2 separate regions of the Drosophila melanogaster genome follow, and region 2 is linked to region 1. The links are chromatin contacts, called in public Hi-C maps. All regions are on one chromosome and are shown on one strand. The core of a region is the stretch at or near the end of the contact, and the rest is flanking DNA. Distances in the headings are between cores, read along the strand shown. Region 1 holds the start of CG14641. Region 2 holds the start of CG9776.

Region 1 (7,079 bases), core at 1,695-4,194:
ACACGTGTGATTTATCGGTAAAAACTACAAAACAAGCAATAATTAACTTCAAAATAGCTGTTGCAAAACCATTAATTGTAAAATTGTATATTGGAATGAATATTGAAAAAACATAGAATACATTAATCATATGTTTAGCTAAGACAAAACCCCCTTTCTGGAAGTAAAGAAGAGTAAGAGTGACGGGTAAAAGAAATATAGCCATTATATAATTTACAGTTAGTCTAAGATTTCATTAGAATAAACATATTTGCACTGCTCGCACCTGTACATATGTAACCTTTACCTACCCTGTAGTCCCACAATTCATCGCTATTAAAAAATATTACATCATCTCTCTCTTAAAATTTTAAAGCGATGCTAATGTTCTTAATCATAACGAGGAATAAGCGATGATTTTGAAAACAAATTCATCGCTTTTTAATTTCTAACCGAAGGTCTCAGTATGCGATTTTTTATTTAATTGCAAATTTAAATTTAAATTTTAAATTTGTAATGTACATAGAACATGTTTGCAGATCACTTGCCTATAGACTTTTGTGAGAAGTAGACGCGATTTTGAGTGCTTGTTTTAAAAAAAAATTGTAAATATTTTGGAATTTAATTCAATAATAATTACAGGTAATGGATTTATTTTACAATAAGCAACAAACACTACTCACAGAAACGATAATTTAAGGTAAATTGGTTTAACTCGTTTTTGTATACATAATTATACATTATTTTACCTTAAGGTAAATCGGACATGTGAACTGAAAAGAAGCTGGTCCTAACTCCGTAGGACAGGACGCCAAAGACTCTGGAATTTCACATACATATATATGTATTTGTATTCTTAAATTTAAATCCTATGCATAATTTAAATAAGTCTAATTAAGAAAATACATTTTTATTAATAAATGACTGAAATTTCACTTTTTCATTAAAATTGATAGAGGATTAAGTGAATAAAAAGAGGTGTAGAGAGATGAATTGAGCTATCATTTATAGCGCTTATGCGTGATTTTGATTTTGCGCTATGCGATGATTTCCTAGAACATAGGTTCAGGTCATGGTTTTTTTTTTTAATACAAATTAACCTGTGATTAATTTGATCGAGATTTTTAATGATCAGTAATGAGCTGATGAAATCTGAATGAATGGAATGCAGGGAGGTAGTCATAATCCCAATGTTAAGTTCCCCTATAAATACTGAAGAATGAACTTACATATGTACATGTGCATTGGTGTACTTTTTTTAATCCCAAATATCGTCCAAATCAAAGAAAAGCATTTATTAAAGGTAAAAACGAGTGACGAACGCACATCAACATACATATGTACAAAAGTTTTGATATAAGCTTTTGTGACGAAAATTTGTTCTTTTTTTCTTTTTTTTTTTAGAGTTTAAATCATTTATTATTATCTTCTCCTCTCTAATTGTTTGGTGTTTTTTCTTAACAATTCGAATCGAAAACAATTTCGTCCATACGGATAAATTCTATTAATATTAAGTCATTTTTATGGAACTGACCACTTTAAAAAGTTTGTATTTAATTTTATAAAAATGATTTATTGAATTGGAACCATTGTAGACCACAGGGTTTTCCTACTTTTTAACAGCTCCCATCCGACTGGCGTCCTGACTTGGATACGGTACTTGACCCGGTGGCGGAGGAATCGATATGGAATCCAAATTGACACCCGAGGAAGAAAGGGCTGTGGAAGTGGCGTTTCCGTAGGGAGCTGCATAAGTAGGCTGACCATACATTTGGTAAGCCGACGCCGGAACTAGATTTGATGGCAACTGATGCAGCTTCATGCCGGCGGGCATGACATTGATTTGCTCTTGGCGAAGATTGAAGTAGTCGTTGGGCTTCGCGCTAGGCGGTGGAATGCCGGCCAAGTCGAAGCGTCTGTCTGTCTTTGCAGCGGTGCCCTGCTTTGCCTGAGAGTGAGCCCACTTAATGCTCACCTTCCGGCCCTGGATCACCAGTTTATTAAAGGTCCGCTCAGCAGCCAGCTCGGCAGCGTTTCTTTTGGTGTATTGCACAAAAGCGCACTGCTGGCGTGGCACCAGCGCAATTGATCGAATTTCGCCGAACTGGTAGAACTGATCTCGCAGCTCGGGTTCCGTGATTTCTTCAGGAAGGTTCCCCACATAGAGAGTTGTGATGTTGCGGTCCTCCGGCGGCTCGAGTGTGGGAAGCGAGGCTGCACGCTTCATGATCTTCTCGGCCACAGGATCGTTGCGTCCGTAGTACCTGTCCTTGATGTTTTGCTCACATAGCGGATCGTCCGGCTCGTTGGGCTTGTCGTGGCGGTATGGGCACTCCTCTCCACGCTTGCACTCGCCCTTAACCCAAAAGGAGCAGATGTGCGGCCGATTTCTTTTGTAATAGGGTGCTGTGCGCGCAAGCTTGGACAACATCTCGTTGGCGGCGAGGGATCGACCGACAGCTCCTGCCGCCTCCGTGCCATCTCCGTCCTGCAGCTGGGCGTCTATGTTTTGGATGTAGTATTCCTTGTTAACGTCGCTTTGTGGCATATTGTCAGCCACTTTGAGCGCCGCATCTCGTACTTGAATCGGCAGTCCGTACTCCAGGTCCAAGAGGCAGGTCTGACACACGTTCTTCAGGCGCGCACACGTTTGACATATCTCCGTCTTTTTGAAGCGCATACGAGCACCAGGACACCATCGAAATATTGTGAATGGACGCGTGCATATCTTGCATTCCTTGCCGAACCGCTCTTTAATCATCCGCACGTACGGATTGTCGCCAAGGCAAGTTTGGCACAGAATTGGGAATTCAGCATCTTCCCAGTTCTGCCGGTTATAGGTGTTAGTCGTTTTTGACATAGACATAGCAGCGGCACTTATGTACCTTGCACTTAAAATCCGAGCTAAATTTAGACAATGCTCATTCGCTTTCTACTTGTCGAAAATGGTGGTGTGTCGCGAGTGATATACCAATATCGATAAGTTGAGCCAGAAGCAGACAGTTAGTTCAAAGTCAGCAATCGATATAATTTATTGAATTTAATAGCATATTCACACTGCTTAGAATATATATCTATACCCAAATGCACACAAAAATATATTGCATTCGACTGATCCGAAACCGATCAATACGATATTCTACTATTCTGTACTATTCATGTTCGCTAACCGTTTAACAGAAATGTTCCTGAAACACTTTTGATAGCACGCATAAGTTCATATAAAATGTTTCTGGGCGATTTACACAGAGTTTTTGGCACTTTTAATTCCGATGTTCGCAGTTACGTATTCACTGCGCTCTGACCACTTATGTTATTCAATTAATTATCATTATTTACGAACAGCACTTTTGGCCCTGCTTTAAATATATTTACTAAGTATTTTTACCTGCCTGTTATATTTCACCAACAGTATGGCAACCTTCGCGCTAAAAGTTGCATTTTTCACGTTGCTTGGTTTTCACAAAAAAAGAAAGACTCAATCTCAAACTCAGAAAACCAGAGCACCTAAAAACGAAATCGAAAGATTTTGCCCAAATTGAAAAAAAAACTATTATCCGGTCTGCATGCCATGAATATATCATAAGCAAGAAGCTGTCAGTGGAATCACTGTTTAATAACTGTAATCGATACCCATTAGAATATAGTATTTTTCGGGCTCGCCTAATTTAAAACGTCGTACGGTGGCCTTTGTTGTAGTCAAATTAGGCGAAAACGAAACAAACAAAAATCAGAAATATAGATCGAATGCTATGGCGCACGTAAAGCGGTATCGGAGGTCGTCTAAGTCCTCGGAGGAAGGCGACCTGGACAACGAGGACTACGTGCCATACGTACCGGTGAAGGAGCGGAAGAAGCAGCACATGATAAAGCTGGGCAGGATCGTGCAACTGGTTTCGGAAACGGCCCAGCCCAAGTCGTCAAGCGAGAATGAGAATGAAGACGACTCGCAGGGTGCGCACGATGTCGAGACCTGGGGACGCAAGTACAACATTAGTCTGCTGGACCAGCACACAGAACTGAAGAAAATTGCCGAGGCCAAAAAGTTGAGTGCCGTCGAAAAGCAGCTGCGAGAGGAGGAAAAGATTATGGAGAGCATTGCTCAGCAGAAGGCCCTTATGGGTGTGGCAGAGTTGGCGAAGGGGATTCAGTACGAGCAGCCTATTAAAACAGCTTGGAAACCGCCGCGTTACATTCGGGAAATGTCGGAGGAAGAGCGCGAGGCCGTTCGCCACGAGTTGAGGATCCTAGTGGAGGGAGAAACCCCCAGCCCGCCAATTCGCAGCTTCCGGGAAATGAAGTTCCCTAAAGGTATACTTAACGGCTTAGCGGCCAAAGGCATTAAGAACCCGACCCCAATCCAAGTGCAAGGCCTGCCCACTGTACTAGCCGGCCGCGACCTAATTGGAATAGCCTTCACTGGGTCTGGAAAAACGCTTGTCTTCGTGCTGCCAGTCATCATGTTTGCCCTGGAACAGGAGTATAGTCTGCCTTTTGAGCGTAACGAGGGCCCCTACGGCCTGATCATTTGCCCGTCCCGCGAACTGGCCAAGCAAACACACGAGATAATTCAACACTACAGCAAGCACCTCCAGGCATGCGGAATGCCTGAGATTCGTTCCTGCCTGGCCATGGGTGGTTTGCCGGTCAGCGAGGCCCTTGACGTCATCTCACGCGGCGTACATATTGTGGTGGCGACCCCTGGTCGTCTAATGGATATGCTGGACAAGAAGATCCTTACGCTGGACATGTGCCGGTACTTGTGCATGGACGAGGCTGACCGCATGATTGACATGGGATTTGAAGAGGACGTTCGTACGATATTCTCTTTCTTCAAAGGCCAGCGACAGACACTTTTATTCTCTGCCACCATGCCAAAAAAGATCCAGAACTTTGCTCGATCAGCTCTCGTGAAGCCTGTCACAATAAATGTGGGTCGCGCAGGTGCTGCGTCAATGAACGTCACCCAACAGGTTGAGTACGTTAAGCAAGAGGCAAAGGTGGTATATTTGCTGGACTGCCTACAGAAGACCGCGCCGCCCGTGCTCATTTTTGCTGAGAAGAAGCAGGATGTAGACTGCATACATGAGTATCTGCTGTTGAAAGGCGTGGAGGCGGTGGCTATTCACGGCGGAAAGGATCAGGAAGAACGATCGCGGGCAGTCGATGCTTACCGCGTGGGCAAAAAAGATGTGCTGGTGGCCACCGACGTGGCATCGAAGGGCCTGGACTTCCCTAACGTGCAACACGTTATTAACTACGACATGCCGGACGATATTGAAAACTATGTGCATCGTATTGGCCGCACAGGTCGTTCCAACACTAAGGGATTGGCTACGACGCTGATAAACAAGACTACCGAGCAGTCGGTTCTGCTCGACCTGAAGCACCTGCTAATCGAGGGCAAGCAAGAGGTCCCGGACTTCTTGGACGAACTGGCACCTGAGACCGAACACCAGCACCTGGACCTGGGTGACTCGCATGGCTGCACCTACTGTGGTGGTCTGGGCCATCGCATCACGGAGTGCCCAAAACTTGAGGCTGTTCAGAACAAGCAAGCTTCAAACATAGGACGTCGCGACTACCTATCTAACACCGCTGCGGATTACTAAACCACTACCACCACCAAATTAAAATAGTAATAAATAGATTAGTATACATACATACTTTTCTGGGAACTTTTAAATTTATTTTCACTCTGTTTTAAGTTCAGTTTGCTGCTTATCGCACGAAGCTTTGCTTATCAATCGTCCCAGCAACCCCAGAGAGCGATCTCGGCCGGACGCGCGCGCGTTTCGGGCTTAAGAAAAATATTATAAAAGCGAAGACGAGCTTTGGCTTTCGTTTAGTGTCTGAGGCAGAGCTCTGCATGCTTGTCGTTCGAAGCGCTTTTATTCAATCATCGCACTGGGATCGTGAGAAATTGCGCAGATCGTATTGACTTACAAGTAAGTGTGCCCCAAAAATTAAATGATGTTTTATCAGCAATATGTAATAACATCGCCCAGAATAGTAGGTTACTCTAGTATAAAGTAAAATTCAGACTAGCCTAAATGATTTCAATTGAAGGCTGATTATATAGACATTAACAACTTTCAAAGCTATTATTTTGCTGAGTTCATTTCGTTAAATTGGTCGTTGATTTGTCTTATCTACTGCTTTGAAAACAATCATCGGAACTGAGGTCGGTTTTATATTAGATAAGCCACTAGCTTTTTACCAAGCTGTGTGTTCTTGAAAAAATAAATTCATAACACTGTATAATATGATCAAATTAAATTGATGGTACCTACAAAATTTGGTTAATTTATCTCCGTTAAATTATCCCCAACTTCATTGGCATTTGGATTGGATTTGAATAATTGGATACACATTTGAATGTTTAAATGTTACCCATGCGCGCGGTTTGTCCAAGAATCCGTTTGTATGATTTTGGCACTGGAAAATGGGTAACTGCCTTTATCCAACCAATTCAAGCTGGTCCAACTTATGGCCGGCTTCGGAATATTATTCCGAACATGCTGTGGCCCATCACTTTCATTTCAAATAGGTATCATTTCGAAGTACGTATGACGTACTCCTGACTGGCTCCCAAGCCTTTACAAATTGGAACTAATGTGCTTGCCGACATAATTTAAAAATCTTATATGATTCCATCCCATACTGAGTTCTCAATAAAAACTGATTTCTTTTTTTTTGGCTGTGACCCAGTTGCAAGGAAGGGCCAAATGGGCTTGCCGCTTGACGAAAACAGTCGTGATCTCATACGCAGGTGAAACTAATTAACTGAATGACAATATGCGATTACACGCTTGCGGCACTTTTTTTTTGCTCTCCTTAACATTATGCTCTGATCAAGCAGCGCACTCGAGATACAAACATGATATCATACAAGAGAGGAGCTGGTGAGCAGAACAACTTTTCGGGAAATATTAAGTATCATTTAGCATTCTACAACTCACATTTAAGAAATCCATCAGGAAGTTTAGCTTAAACGAGTTTGGGGAAGCTCTTATTGTTGAAGACAATTATTATTATTTAAAGACGTTGTTTTCTGGGTGGCTGTATATAACATACGCGTACTTGTTGGCGGTTAAACA
Region 2 (7,190 bases), core at 3,454-5,953, 100 kb after region 1:
GCCACGACTGCGTGACCGACGCCTACGACCACGGTCTCTATCTCGCTCACGATCCCGCCGATCTCGATCCCGCCCGCGACTTATGCTTCGAGAGTAGCTGCGCCGCTTAGAACGTGAACGAGAATGACGTCCTCCACCCCGCCTAAACTTTTCATCATTCGCTTCTGTTGGTACTGCTTTGTGGTTGTTCTGGTCGCGGGCTCCCTTGTTCTTCAGCCTTCCTTTAAGCTGCTCCAACAACTTTTTTTCACTCTCACTTATAACAGGCTGCACATTATTCCATTGCTTGAGCATGGTATCATCCCGGTTCTTTTGATCCTTACTTTGGTCTTCGACACTGGCGGCAGTCCATTTACCCCGTTCTGAAGGAATTGTGGAATCCTTTATGATCGGTGGCGGTGGCGGCACCACAGGCTGACAAGGCACTTCCGGCTTCAAATTTGTTGGTGTGCTTTCCTGCTTTCTCATGGCCACTCGTATTGATGCTGCATTAGTCGACTTATCTGATTGACAAATTGGTTGCTGTTCGGTACGACCTTTCTTTGGTTGCTGTCCATTTTCCTCTTCCGACGAAGAGCTATCGGAGGATGACGATGTGCTGTTTGCATCTATTGTACTACGTTTGCTCTTCTTTCCGTGCTTGCGCTTCTTTTTTTTTTTGTCCCCGCTGTTTGTAAAAAAGAAACAAATATAAAATATAATCTGGATTCAAATTATTCTTATGACCCTTACCCCTTTTTTTTCCTCTTTTTGGACGCCTTGTCCTCGTCTTTCTTGGACTTTTTATTCTTGGCATCATCGTGATCTTTCTGTTGATTCATGGCCCGCTCGCGGTTTGTTTGCCACTCTATTTCATAGTTGGGGTTCTGATTTAAAAATTGCTGCAATGCACGGGTACAAAAAGTCAATAATATATTCCAAATTGACAGGAGAATAATTGCATGAGGCGAAGAATTAATAAAAGCAATTATAAAATATATACGAGAAAGGTAAGTGGAAGGCCTATGTTAGTTTTGACAAGAGTGGTCCCCGACTATTAGATACCCTTTGGTGACTCAGTGGAAGTGCGAACGAGAGCTATAAAATTTTTTTTGGCATGTCGATAGAAATTGGGAAATGAATAAACTTAAATCTTCTCGAAGTTTTTCTTATAGTTTCTGAGATCTCGACGTTCATACAAACGGACTGACAGGCGGACATGGCCAGACTCGGCTAGTGATCTTGATCAGGAATATCCTTATTTTATATGGCCACAAACGAGTCCGACCTGTAACATACTTTTCAACGAATCTAGTATACCCTTTTACTACGAGTAACGGGTATAATGAAATTTTTAAAAAGTGTGGGCGAGACAGTTTTTGGGCGTCAAATACCATAGAATAGCCACCGTTTGTGGCCTTTGTGGTGTGACAATGTTCTAAAAGAAACTTACGCCACGAAAACCTCAATAGAATCTGCATGCTTAGGTATCTTTTATAGTTCCCAAAAATTCGATGTTCATACAAACGGACATGCCTCTATAGGCTTCCATTTATTTATTGTTAACTTATGATTGTAGTAAGATTACATAAGTACTAACAATATATTTAAAGCACATGTTGGCTACTCCATTTACATTCACATTCCCATCTTACCATTAAATTTTGTTGCTGGGAAGGAAAAGAAGAATTAACCTTTTAAAAATAAGCCAATTTAATAATTAATAAATTGACACAAAGGTAAAAGCCAACTTTACAGCAAAAAAAAAAGTTGACAATTGGAGCAATCTTCAAACTTGTTCTGCTCATACACTACATCATTGCCAAGGGTAGTGACAGCTGATATTATGTGCGAATGGCAAATGCCTGAAATCCGAACTTTTTTTATGCATGAAAGCACAAGTGAATAACGTAATTTACCTAAATATCTTAAGTGCAAATTTAACACACAAAACTTTTGATGTAAGCTAAACGTAGAAATGATTTCACGATATGTAAATAACGTTCAATCTTAACAAAACTATTGTTTCAATTTTGTTTTTGGGAAGTACTTCTATCCACCAGCCCTACAAGCTCCGTATTTTTATATTTAATATATATATTTTATTAATTAAATACAAAACCCTAAATTAACATGGTAAAGAATATTTGTGACAGTAAATATTTCATAAGAGCTTTAAAAGATGTATATTACTACTCACCTGATACTTATTGGAGTGAAGCCTAGACTTAAGATGAGCAGAAGCGCAGTGCAAGTCTCCAATCCAAACACTGCAGAGCTTGCAAAACCAAGCGTTAGCCGGCACCAGAAATTGCATGCCCCTCACGGGGACGCGCCTGGCAGGTGCGTTTTCAAATGTGGGAAAGGGATCGTGGTCAATACCCACATGCCACGGAGTTTCTATGGTTTCTCGATTCATGTGTTCCTCGGCATGCAAGTGCTTTAAATAGTCTCGAGCAGACTTTGGAAAAACTCCACAGCTCTCGCACCAATGCTGCTCGGGATCGAAAAACACAAAATTGTAATTTTGTGCTTGGGTTGGCACTGCCTTCATTTCACCATGTAGCTGCTTTGACTTCATCGACTTTATGGCGCGGTGCTTTAGCCGATTGGTTGGACTTCCTACGGCGCCGCCTGCCCCTTCCCCGTCTTCGTTATCGGATGACGAATCGGAAGCAGTACTAGATGATGAGCTGGATTCAGAGCTATCTGCAGAACTCTCACTGGAGGAGTGCGAGCGACTATCCTGTTGTTCCGGTTGAGTCTTGCCATGGGACTTTTGGTTAGATGGTTCATCTTCAACTTCTTCGTAGCCAATTATGCCGTTCAGCATATCTATAACGTTTTCAATTGTGTCAAGTTTCTTCTTAATTTGCATCTATACAGGATGAAAACAGGTTACATAGAGTGGCTAACAGATAAGGTTTTGGGATCCCAATTCACCTGCAGGCGGTCGTTTTCTTCGATGAAATTCTTTGTGGTTGGCGAGGGTGGGGCATCGCCTGCTGCCAGGTCCTCGCGCTGGTCCTTAAGTACTTTCATTTCCTTCTTGAGCAGCGATACCTTTTTGACATAGTTAGCGCGCTGTTTCTTAAGCTCGTCCTTTTGCTTCTCCGCTTCTTGGGCAACAGCTGCCGATCGACGGTATATATATGGGGGATAAATATATAGGTTTTAATTAATAAACATTCTTCCTAGATAAATAAAAGTTAAAATTTCATTTACAAATGCATTCTCGAGTGCATTTCATCGGCTAATTACACTCGGATGCAGTCGCCGTGATTGCTTGTTCTGCCAGTCCTCGTTGAATGAAGAGCCAGTTGGGGCGGCGGTCGTCCAGGTTGGCGTAATTGTTTGTTTCGACTGCCACACAAAAACGGAAACTCTGCATTTTCTTTTTGAAACGAATTAACATTTCGAGACTATCGCTCGGGTTGGTCTTGGTTAGTTCTTGCAGCGCGTGTACTTCTAGATTCTGATTAATCTGATCTTTACCCTAGACTTTTGGTAATTTCTGGTATGCGATTCATTTGCGCGCAATTAAGTTACAAGTACAAGTAATCATGACAACAGTAATAAAACAATGTGAGAGGTTTGCATGTGAATGTTCGTAGTGATCACATTGTAATTCATTTCCACACTTACCATCCTGAGGCGTCAAACCTGCGCCTTCGAGCGCTGGCACCGACTGCTCCTCGCCTATCGTCTTGCCAGAGAGAGTTTCGCGGGCCTTCTGTGGCTGGATCAGGGAGTCTGAAGCGGATGGCTGGACCCCAGAAATAGGCTGGTTAATCCACACCTGCTGACCGTACACTGCAGGAAATAATATGCTTAATAAATGAAGGGCTTTTGGCGTTAAATGTCTAGAAACGTACCATTTACGTCCCACGCGCTTGTGGGAGGCGGACCGTAGCCAGAGCCAAAAGAGCTTTGGTCCGGCGGGGCACCTGGAATACCGTACCCCGGTCCCTGAGGTGGAAACGAGTTAGGCGGAATTCCATATTGGTGACCGTAAACATCTGGTGGAGCGACGTATGATCCGTAGATATGTGCGGCCATAGCTCCATAGCCAGGGGTCATTTGAGGATGTGGTCCTCCATGCGGAGGGGGCACTGGCGGCGACGACGGTTTTTTTTTTGGTGACCATCGACCTCCCCGTCGGGGCGACATGCTGCGGGACCGGGATCGTCCGTACCGTCGTCCGCGACGTGGCGGAGAGCGCCGGCGTTCGGGGGAGCGTCGCCGATCACGATCAAAGCGCCGTCGGGAGTACCGCCCATAATCGGGCGAATCGTAACGACGACGCGGTGGAGTCAGCGAGCGGGACAGGGAATGCCTTCGCCGGGTGTTCGACGGCGATGTGTTGCGGGAATCCGACCGACCACGGGATGTGGAACGGCGCCTGGAATTCGACTTGCCGCGCTTTCCCGACCCACTGCTCCTGGGCTCGCAGTTCTCGTTTCCGCTTTTCTCATCGACGCCGGGTGGCCCTGGAAGCAGATCATGATCGACCGCGTTACCGAGACGCCTATCCCCCAGCTGTATCGTAGCCGAGTCTTCATCCATCTAAAAGCCGAAAAGTGTCTTTTCGACTTAAAAACGCAATTTTGGACTAAGATCAATAGCAGATCGGTGTTTTTCTGGCAAATTCCGAAATTACGTGTGTGAAGCAAAATAGTGCAATACAGGCGAACCTGAACCTGATAGTTATCGATACTATCGATGTTGTCACGTATTGGCCAACATCGATGACAAGGGAGTTACAATCGACGAATGTTTACTCTTTGGCTTAATAGCCTATTCACACCAAAGGCAAAAGGTAAGTTATAGTTAAATACTATTAAGTACCGACATTGGTACAAATTTGTCTAAAGTGATTTCCCAAGAAGTGTGGAAAACGCCGAAATGTCCACCCCGTTAAGCATACTAGCACCAAAAGAATTTTTACTTTTGTAACGCACTTTAAATTTCCGTTAATATATAAAAAAATTACCAATTGGAGGGATGACTCAAAATAGTTTCAATTTTATATTTCTACCCGTTACTCGTAGAGTAATAGAGTATACTAGATTCGTTGAAACAGGCAGAAGGAAGCGTTCCCGACCATATGAAGTACATATATTCTTGACCAGGATCAATAGCCGATCTGGCCATGTACGTCTGTCCGTATGAAAGTCGAGATCTCAGGAACTATAAAAGCTAGAAGGTTGAGATTAAGCATACAGATTCTAGAGACAAATACCCAGCGCAAGTTAGTTGACCCATGTTGCCACGGGTGACGGGTATCTGATAGTCGAGGAACTCGACCATAGCCTTCTCTCTTGCTTTAGTTACTTTTATATTGCTGAATCTTTAAATTTGGCAGGCTGTCCAATACGAACTTTGTTCTTGAACCTATGATTACGAACTAGATCGAAAATATTTATATTTGTCGTTTCCCTATATGATTTTGTTTTGAATTGGCTTGATTATGCTTTCCTTGATAAAAGACATATTTTTTGTTTATTTTCTTAAATATTTAATATAGTATAAAAACAATGAATTTTTAAATGGAAAATTGGGTGACTCATTGTACCTTTTTTAGTTTGAACAGATTGGAGTCAAGGGCAAGTACTGTTATCTTTTCCTTCCTCTCTCGAGTGTTTACATTAATGCCAATTTATAAAAGCATTTTCTGGTAGTAGCTGCACTTGGATACTATACCGCTGCAACTATGTAACTATAAAAGGCTTCGAGTACTTCCAGTAGACCATAGAACATTTTTTGAAAGATGAAGGTTCAGCTCGCTCTAACCTCCCTACTAGTGATTTCTTTTGGCATTGCCCTCGCCTATGATGGTGACGGACAGCCGGGTTGCAAGACCCAAGCCGAGCTAGACATTGTAGTTTTCCGCAACAATTGGGATGCCACATCGTATTGGAAGTGTGAGACACTTAACAAACCAGCCATTGAAATCAAGTGCCCCAGCGAAACAGGATTCATGGATAGTCTCAAGAACTGCGTCAACTGGGAGGAATGGGAATGGGAGAAACCAGTGGAGCCCCTTAGCGAAGCGGATCAGTGACCAAACGCACAAAAATAAGAACAGCTAAATGTGATTATTTATGTTGTTGAATTGAGAATAAAATAACTGCGTTACGGGTGGCTTACGCAGCAAAACAAATTCAAATGGTAACGGAAGCAGCAGAGTCGAGACTTAGTCGCGCGTGCGCAGACCCCAAATGGAGGTGCGTCGCGTGCCAACAGTCGGGCGGGATACCGAACTGTGAATGAATTTGTTTATACCCATTTTTGGCAGTTGTTTCTCAAGGACTTCCATTGCAGTGTCCGACAGCATCCCAAATATGTCTAAATAGGTTAGCGAGGGCATACTCTTAAGTTCACTGCAAGGAAAATGACTGGGTAGGGATTAATCAGACGCTTGCTGGAAAAATCTTACATAAATTTGGTTGCTGGAATAAGATAGCATCGGGAGACGGACAAATATTCCAGCATCTTGAACTTCATAATTGCAGTAATGACTGTTGGTGTTAGACTATTGCAATCAGATAGATCAAGCTCCAACAACTGAGGACACCGTTTTTGCAGGGTTGCAACATCTAAACAAATTAAATTCAAATCAAAAAGGAAATATATCATTGAAGACGGTGGGAACTACTTACGCGAGTCAAACAAAACGCGGCGGCAGCCAGCGATATTGAGCCGAATTAAGTTGGGGGAAATGTGGGTAACCAACGCCGTAACAGCATCCGCACTTAGGTCAGTCCACGATATGTTTAAGCTGCTTAGGCTGGTAAGTGACTCCATCATCAGGCGAACACTGTTGGACGTCAGGCCACTAGCCATAGTCAGATTGACCGCCTCCAAAGCTTCATTCTTTGCGATCTCTGCACAGATGTCATCATCGAGCTCAATATTCTCTAAGCTTATTTTCTTTAGCTGGCGGCAGTGGGACAATAGTGTCAGCAGTGAGCTTCGGGTGATGGAAGCCATACTCAGGTCAAGATATTGTAATCGGGTCCTAAACACTTCTGTATATGGTGCAAATGCGGGCTCCTGGATCTACAGTTCAAAGATTAGATGCTCTTGTTTCCCGAAAACATAATGTTAGATGTAACTTACACTAGTCTGGGCCAGACGTATTACAAGGACTCCCCGCCGTACAATTTGCTCGAGGGCACCTGGTCTAATTGTCCGCAAACCCAAATCTA

Evidence for each region. Hi-C and Micro-C count contacts between places; a contact is called where the count stands out from the background.
Region 2: a Hi-C map of the Kc167 cell line shows a contact between it and region 1, with 4 times the contacts expected there. A contact is called at or near these places in 37 of 107 Hi-C or Micro-C datasets (the D17-c3 cell line, the Kc167 cell line, the ML-DmBG3-c2 cell line and 10 more) and 3 of 7 datasets of targeted methods (all in the Kc167 cell line).

What each region holds. Positions count from the first base shown.
Region 1 is chr3R:4,229,398-4,236,476 of dm6, forward strand. It overlaps CG14641, which reads right to left and starts at 2,945. Exons shown (of 1, transcript NM_141183.4): 1 at 1,382-2,945. The coding sequence starts at 2,845. The coding sequence ends at 1,589. It overlaps abs (abstrakt), which reads left to right and starts at 3,650. Exons shown (of 1, transcript NM_079496.4): 1 at 3,650-5,644. The coding sequence starts at 3,732. The coding sequence ends at 5,591. It overlaps Gel (Gelsolin), which reads left to right and starts at 5,820. Exons shown (of 9, transcript NM_206427.4): 1 at 5,820-5,927; 2 at 6,691-6,751. It also overlaps asRNA:CR46255.
Region 2 is chr3R:4,329,368-4,336,557 of dm6, forward strand. It overlaps CG9776, which reads right to left and starts at 4,704. Exons shown (of 7, transcript NM_141198.4): 1 at 3,855-4,704; 2 at 3,625-3,792; 3 at 2,923-3,110; 4 at 2,180-2,857; 5 at 733-881; 6 at 1-667. The coding sequence starts at 4,545. It overlaps Skp2 (S-phase kinase-associated protein 2), which reads right to left. Exons shown (of 5, transcript NM_164340.4): 2 at 7,102-7,190; 3 at 6,642-7,041; 4 at 6,419-6,578; 5 at 5,512-6,362. The coding sequence ends at 6,176. CG14645 reads left to right here and starts at 5,731. Exons shown (of 1, transcript NM_144068.3): 1 at 5,731-6,139. The coding sequence starts at 5,750. The coding sequence ends at 6,043.